Regions from separate parts of the Mus musculus genome. Here region 1 is linked to region 2. The links are chromatin contacts, called in public Hi-C maps. All regions are on one chromosome and are shown on one strand. Each heading gives the region's core, a stretch centred on a gene start, on an enhancer-like site or on the middle of the called end of the contact. The rest is flanking DNA. Distances are from core to core; before and after follow the strand shown. Region 1 has its middle 83 kb from the start of Gm5464. Region 2 has its middle 22 kb from the start of 1700001G11Rik.

Region 1 (3,444 bases), core at 128-2,627, 470 kb after region 2:
TCTCCAAAACCTCCCCTCTATCCTGGGCTCTACAATGTAAGAACTCGACTCCTGCAAATGCTATTTCTCCTGTCAGTGGACTTGTTGCTAGCTTCTGCCAGTAGGAGGCAGTAGAGGGAGATCAGCTGGATGGAGAAGGATTCTGCCCCTCCTTCCTGCCAGCCCTGTGTAGCAATGACACTTCACCATAGTGGCCACATTTACTTCAGCTTCTAGACTCTTCCCAAACTTCCAGCGCTACGCTACGCTACGCTACGTTACGTTACACAACGCTACATTTCATGCTGTCTCACGAGTGGTTCGGATGATGTCAGTCTCTGCTGCACAGAGAGCCTCCTTCAAGCTTCCAGTCTCTCACATCCATGGTCTTTTACTTTTACAGTTTCATGTGCAGCCTGTTCTTTACATGAAATCGTCGTCCACACACATCGTCTGTGCTTTCTTGCATGCATCCTCACAGATACAGAAGTAAAACTTATAACCGTACAACTAAGAAATGAGAAGCCGTCTGCAAAATGAAAGCAGCTGCTTTGGTGGGACATGCTCACGGGGGCTTTCTTATCTGTCTTCCAGTACTTCTAAAGTTCTGCTGTGACAGCATTTCATAAGCCTCTGTCCTTTACAGAGGACGGCATGTACCCAGGGCAAACTACCTCCCACATGCAATGATAGGTAAGGAGACCAATTTATGTAACTTGTTGGTAATTGCCAGGTGGGCGGAGACAGAGTGTGAATTGCTGGAAGAGAGAGTAAACAGAATCCTGAGAGAGATGGTATCTAGGGAGAAATGTTTTCTGGAAACAGAAAAGGCCATTGAAGGGTTCAAAGACAGCAGACACACTTCACCACACTGGAAGCTCCCACATATAGAAAGCAAGGTGATGACTCAGTCGGTCGAGTGCTTACCACACAAACATGAAAACCTGGGTCTGGATTCCCAAAACCTGTGCAAAGGGTGAGTACTGACCCCTGACCTGTAAGCCCTATGCTAGAGGGGAGGAGACAGGGGTGGACCCCCAGCGGTCTCTGGCTAGCCAGCCTAACCTAATCTGTGAAGTACAGGCTCCCAGCGATAAGGTGGAGAGCCATTAAAGAGGATACACAGCATAAACCTCTGGCCTGTGTGCAATGTGTATCCGATTGCCTGCTCTTGTTTGCGCTCTCTCTCTCTCTCTCTCTCTCTCTCTCTCTCTCACACACACACACACACACACACACACACACACACGGAGAGAGAGGGAGTAGGTTATGACCATTTATTTCTTACCATTTGTAACGAAGTAGGGTACACAAGGAAACTTGGGTGTACATAGGACAAGAGCAAGCTGGGCTCCCAGAAGCTTTCTCCAAGACAGAAATGCTCCTCTAACTCATTCTCTGAAGCTTCAATGCAGGCATCAGCGCCCTCTGCTGGCCAGGATGCAGAGCACGCCACAGACCGCCCAAATAGCTTTAAGCTGACACCCTTAAGTGTCTTTTGAAGACCCAACTCCCAGCCCCTCTGACTGTGACTGCTTTACGCTAAAATGAGATCTTTGAGATGGGCCCTAATTTAATATGTCTAGTGTCCTTTGACGATGAAGCAAACAGGCATAGACAGAAGGAAGACATAGGGAGACACGCCTTGCACAGTTAGGGAGACACAAAAGAATCCCACCCAGCCAGGGCCTCCGTTTCGGACCGGACTCCCCAGAGATATGATAAAATAATTTCCTGTGGATTTTCATTGCATTTTTATTTATGTATGTAGGAAGGGGTGTGTGCCACCGCGTATGTGGAGGTCAAGGAACAAGTTTCTGTAGCTGGTCCTCTCATTCCACCATGTGGATCCCAGGCTGACCGGCACACCCACAGTGATGCACACCCACAGTGATGCACACCCACAGTGACGCCGTACCTTACCTGATCAAGGAAGAAACTAACATCTGAACCAGCAGTTCTCAATCTGTGGGTCACAACCCTTTTGGCGAACCTCTGTCTCCGAAACTATTTACATTATGATTTATAACAGTAGCAAAATTACAGTTATGAAGTAGCAGTGAAGATACTTTTATGGTTGGGGGGAGGGGTCCCTACAACATGAGGAGCTGTATTAAAGGGTCGCAGCTTTAGGAAGGTCAGGAACCACTGATCTAAAGCAACGCAGTTAGTTCTGCTTGGCCTACCCCATGCACCCCTGAATCTGGCCTAGTGTGAGCCTTTGGAACGCACCACTTAGTCTTTTATTTTGAGGTGCCCTCCCAACTATCTCCTTCACTCTGCGTTCATATTTCTATCTGATGTCATTCTCTCCCCAGCTAAGGGATTTGCTTTGACAGTTCTGCAGGCTGAGAGTGCTATCAATACACTCTCTCAGCATTTCATGCCTGAAGAATTCTGTATGTATATATATTCATTTTTAATTTTCCAAAACATCTGTACTTGGAAAATTAAAAATAATAATTAATAATAGTAAATTCTTACCTAGAGTTTTTTCCTTTGGGCTTCCCTCCACTGTCCTCTTGTGCCAAAATTCTTACATTTGTTTTTTGCTCACGTGTCTTCTTCTGGCGGCTTTATAAATAATAATGAATAGACTTTGTCTTCAAGTGAGCAAGGCATGTAGAGGTTATGTTCTACCTCCTTCTCTGTTTCCTATCATTCACATCTTGCAGGTGTGGTGTGTCTGTTGCAGTGGATGAATTAGTATTTATGCATTATTGTCACTAAGGCCCGTGTAAGGCACACTTCATTCCAAGCTGTATAGTCCTGAGGTTTGTCCAAACATTGGATGTCATTTATCCCCCATGACAGAATCATTTTACCACCTGTACTGTGGCTGGGTTTGTGTCAACTTGGCACAGGCTGGAATCATCACGCAGGAAAAAGCCTCAGTGAAGGAAATGCCTCCATGAGATCCAGCTGTAGGGCATTTTCTCAACCAGTGGTGCCATCCCTGGGCTGTGGTCCTGGGTTCTATAAGGAAGCAGGCTGAGCAAGCCAAGGGAGCAAGCTGTAAGCAGTGCCTACCTCTCCGTGGCTTCTGCATCAGCTCCTGCCTCCAGGGTCCTGCCCTGCTTGAGTTCCTTCAGCAATGAAGAGGGATATGGAAATGTAAGCCAAATAGACCCCTTTCTTTCCAACTTGCTTTTTGGTCATGGTGTTTTCATTAAAGCAACAGAAACCCAAGTCACCTCCTTAGAGTCCCTTTATCCCGCTTCTCCTTCCCTCCCCCATCCCCCTTGAGTCACCCACCACTGCCCCTTCCGATGGCTTTGTGGATGTGGTTCCCCAGGCTGCTCTCCACTCACTGCAGGAGAACTGCACGGTCTAAGAGTTTCCATTTTAACCATTTCTAAGCATATGGTTCAGTGGCATTGTGTGCATTCATGAATCCAACCAAATCCACTCTCCATCCCCCAAACAGAAGCTGAGCTGAGGGGCACATGACAACCCCAAGCCAGG
Region 2 (3,539 bases), core at 1,038-3,537:
GGGCTGGCAACTACGTCCTTGAAAGTGCCATAGAGCAGACATCAAACCTGTTGTGGTAGTTCACACCTTTGAACCTAGTACTCAGGAGGCAGAGGCAGGTAGATCTGGAAGTTCAAGGCCAGCCAGGACTGTATCATGAAACCCTGTCTTTTAAAAAAGCAGGCAGGCAAAAACATTGCCTTCATTTGGGGAAGGAGAGCAGCACACAGAATGTAGAGCCCCGAAGCCTGGGTCCAGGTGCCAGCCTTGTGGTGGGCAAGCTACCAGGTCTTTGCAGCATTTCTCATAAGGGACTGAGGATAACAGTATCTACCCTGAGCACTTAGAGAATTCATTGAGGTGGTTTAGAGTAAAAATGCCAAGTGCTCTATCTTAAGCCCTGTACAGGTTTCTTACATGCCAGTTAATTCTTCAGAAGGTGGCAGATGCTATATTTTGAAATCATGGTTTCTCAGTAACGAATCCCAGAAACAAGAGAGAGATTGAGAACTACATGGTCAGAAGCACACCAAAAAAAAAAAAAAAAAAAAAAAAAGTCTCCCTGCAGTTTAACAAGGACATATATTTATGGTCTGGGAGTGTAGGTCTGTAATTGCAGTTACTTGAAGCTGAGGCAGGAGGATCATAATCGTGGGATCATCTCCAAGTAAAGAGAGCATCGTGGATATAGTGCAGTGGTGAGAGTCGATGCCTTGTGGGGACGGAGCCCCACATGGAAGCCCTACTGTCACAAGAAAGTTCACAACATTTCAGGAACCAGGGAAGCCATCAGGTTGTAATAAAAATAAGGGTCCAGAACTAAACATGCAGGCATGCAGCCTATGAACCCACAAGCCTCTCAAATGTGTGTGTGTGTGCGATTAGATTATGTTCACATGATTGTAACTCCAAAGGTACAGAATGTGCTAGAAGAGTCTCACTGCACACTGACCCTCCCAGGCGGGCCATAGTATCAGTTTTCTTCTCAGTCTTCTGAGAGGCTTTGTCCGTGGTGCGTACTCTATTGATGAGTGACTTCTGTATGCACATAACATGCACCATAACTTAAAAGCAGACTGTCCTGCCCTGTATCTAACCAACCTGACTGGGAGCAGGAAGCTCAAAATGAAGAATACTGTTAAAATAAGTGAAGATGTTCCTTCACTGTAGGGAAGGCGTGTCCTGTATGGTTGCATGCAACACTCACTTGGTAGATGCCACACTTTTTGCTTAAACATTGTGTCTTAGAGTTTTAAAAGAAAAAGAAAACGCTAAAGCCTTTTAAACCCAAGACCTTACGAAATGTGTTTCAATTCCAGTCTTCACAAAGGAGTCTGGTAGCCCGGAGACTAGGATAGGGAATTGGGTCGGACAGCCTGGGTTCAGATTCTGCCTCAGCTGCTGTCAGACCTTAAGAGAATGGTTTCTTTTTTCCTTAGTTTCAAGTAAAAACAGAGAGGGGGGTGAGGAGCTTTCCTACACACACACACACACACACACCAGCATGTATGGCAATTGTGAGGTGGTGTGTGCATGTGGCATGCATATGCGCGTGAGGTCCATTCCTCAGAGGCTCTCCATCTTGATTTTGGGGACAGAGTCTCACTGGGGCCTGAGACTTATTGGTTACCAACTGGCCAGTGAGCCCTAAGGACCTGCTGTCTCTCCCTTCCTGGCTCTGAGATTAGGCACTCACCACCAAGCTTTGCTTTTTACCTGTGTGCCAGAGATTGATGCTGGTCTTCAGGCTTGTGTGGCAAGAATTTTCCCAACCAGGAAGTCTCCCCAGCCCCTGGCTATGAGATTGAAGGTGAGCAAACGTGTACAGCACTAGAGTTTGGTGCACATAAAACAGTTGAGTTTACCATTCTGTCACTGAGCTGCAGCCACAATGTCAGGCAAACTTGGACAGTTATGCCGTTTTCTTTACCAAGTAACTTCTAGTGCTAGTGCCTTGAAAACCGTAGCTGTCACCAGCAAGAATCTGTCTTTGCAGTGTAAAGGACCACTGATTCAAGAAGCAGGGTGTGGCACTCACTCACTGACTGGAGGCTTCCCCCCTCCCCCGTTTGATCCCAGAGGGAAATGAGCGTGTATATTGCTTCAGACACAGCAAAGGAATAGAGAGGAGCAGAGCTTGAGGATCTGTGCATAAAATTAGTGGATCACAGGATAAAATTGTGCTGTTATTTCTGCAGTGGCTCATGAGTACACGTGAGCTGAGTGATAACACCAGATGCTGCCTCCTGCCCACTGAGGGGGCTGTCTGCACAGTGATTGGACAAAGAGCATTGTCAGTGATGAGAGAGATACTGGGATCACAGAGTCTCCAGGTTTCAAGAAGAGAAAGCCTTCTCTGCTGTGCCAGGCCACTCCCTCCCTCTCCCCCCCCCCCCCCCCAGCCACACAGAAGGGCTGAGAAGATGGGTCCATACTGACAGAAACCAATAGCCCAGGGCTCTCGGGGAAACCTTCCTGCCATTTGTCCTTGTTTGTGGTTGTCACTTGGATGGGTCTCTTCTGCCAGGAAAACGGGCTGAGGAATGCAGGAGATGTGGTTTCCATGGATACTGGGCTAGCTGGTATTTGCATAATTCAGTTTGAAGAACAGACAGTCTGGGAACAATGGGGACCCAGAGGAACATGAAGGTACATAGGGAAGAGTCAGCGATGGGGAGCTGGGCTCCGCCTCACCCCTTTTGTAGGGGTGCATTTGAATCTGTACACCCCCAGTTCTCAGTCTGTGGCAGCACGGAGGGGGTGGAGCATAAACAATGTCCCCACAAGAAACCGTAGCATGGGGAGTGAGTCAATACTGACTGCCACCCCAGAGCCTAGTCATTGGTACAGGCTACCCTTCCTTAAAAACTAACAAGGTAAGACAAGACAATATAAGCTGTTTAATGTTCTAGTCCCCACCTCTCTCAAGATGCCTTACTGCTAGTAGCTAAAGCAAAGCAAAGCCTCGGATAAGGGAGGCCTCGGCGTCTCTTTAGAAGGCCCAGAAGCACCCTGAAGCAGCTTTGGTGTCCTGGATAAGCAGGACCAGAGGGAGAAGAGGAAGTCAGTGAGATCAGGCCAAGAGACAGAGAAGCCCTACAGCCCTGACACCCAGAGAAGAGACCTCCCAACAGATAGAAGACTAGGGGAAACTGAGGAAGAAACATGGAAGGCAGCTCCAGTACCATGGCGCAAGAGAGGAAAAGAAACAAATACAGGAGAAAATGGAGAGCAGAAAATGGAAATCTAATTTAAAACCCACAATGAGCGATAATGATGAAGTCGCTTATCACCCCGGACAGACCAGCACGGAATTTGAATTATAGGTCACAGAACACCAACGTCTAGAAGAACACTGCGAAAGGATCACAACAACAACAACAACAAAAAATGCATACTGAGGAATGACAGAAACGAAATGAATGTGGAGCAGCCTGCTTGCTCTACCAGAGGGCAATGAGCAGGGCAGCAAGAAGGAATGCCAAGGCTCTGAATCTCCTAGAATTCTAAGTCACTTCATTTATGAACTGCTTGTGTGTGCGCACATGTGTGCTTGCCAC

What was found. A called contact is a pair of places that touch in the nucleus more often than the background predicts.
Region 1: a contact with region 2 is called in a Hi-C map of cortical neurons, with 2.4 times the contacts expected there. The contact joins two enhancer-like sites. A contact is called at or near these places in 6 of 39 promoter capture datasets (the 3T3-L1 cell line, cranial neural crest, frontonasal cranial neural crest and 3 more), 1 of 15 datasets of contacts at CTCF or cohesin (large pre-B cells), 7 of 484 Hi-C or Micro-C datasets (bone marrow-derived macrophages, cortical neurons, embryonic fibroblasts and 3 more) and 13 of 115 datasets of contacts at active chromatin or transcription factors (VIP interneurons, differentiating embryonic stem cells, embryonic basal ganglia and 9 more).

What each region holds. Positions count from the first base shown.
Region 1 is chr14:66,783,699-66,787,142 of GRCm38.p6, forward strand. No RefSeq gene overlaps it. Among named protein-coding and RNA genes, the nearest start is that of Gm5464, 83 kb to the right of the region's middle. Within about 2 kb of position 1,378, at least 17 of the 459 cell types and tissues checked have an H3K27ac peak or open chromatin away from gene starts, as enhancers often do. A contact at or near this core is called in cortical neurons, where this site is marked.
Region 2 is chr14:66,317,549-66,321,087 of GRCm38.p6, forward strand. No RefSeq gene overlaps it. Among named protein-coding and RNA genes, the nearest start is that of 1700001G11Rik, 22 kb to the left of the region's middle. Within about 2 kb of position 2,288, at least 88 of the 459 cell types and tissues checked have an H3K27ac peak or open chromatin away from gene starts, as enhancers often do. A contact at or near this core is called in cortical neurons, where this site is marked.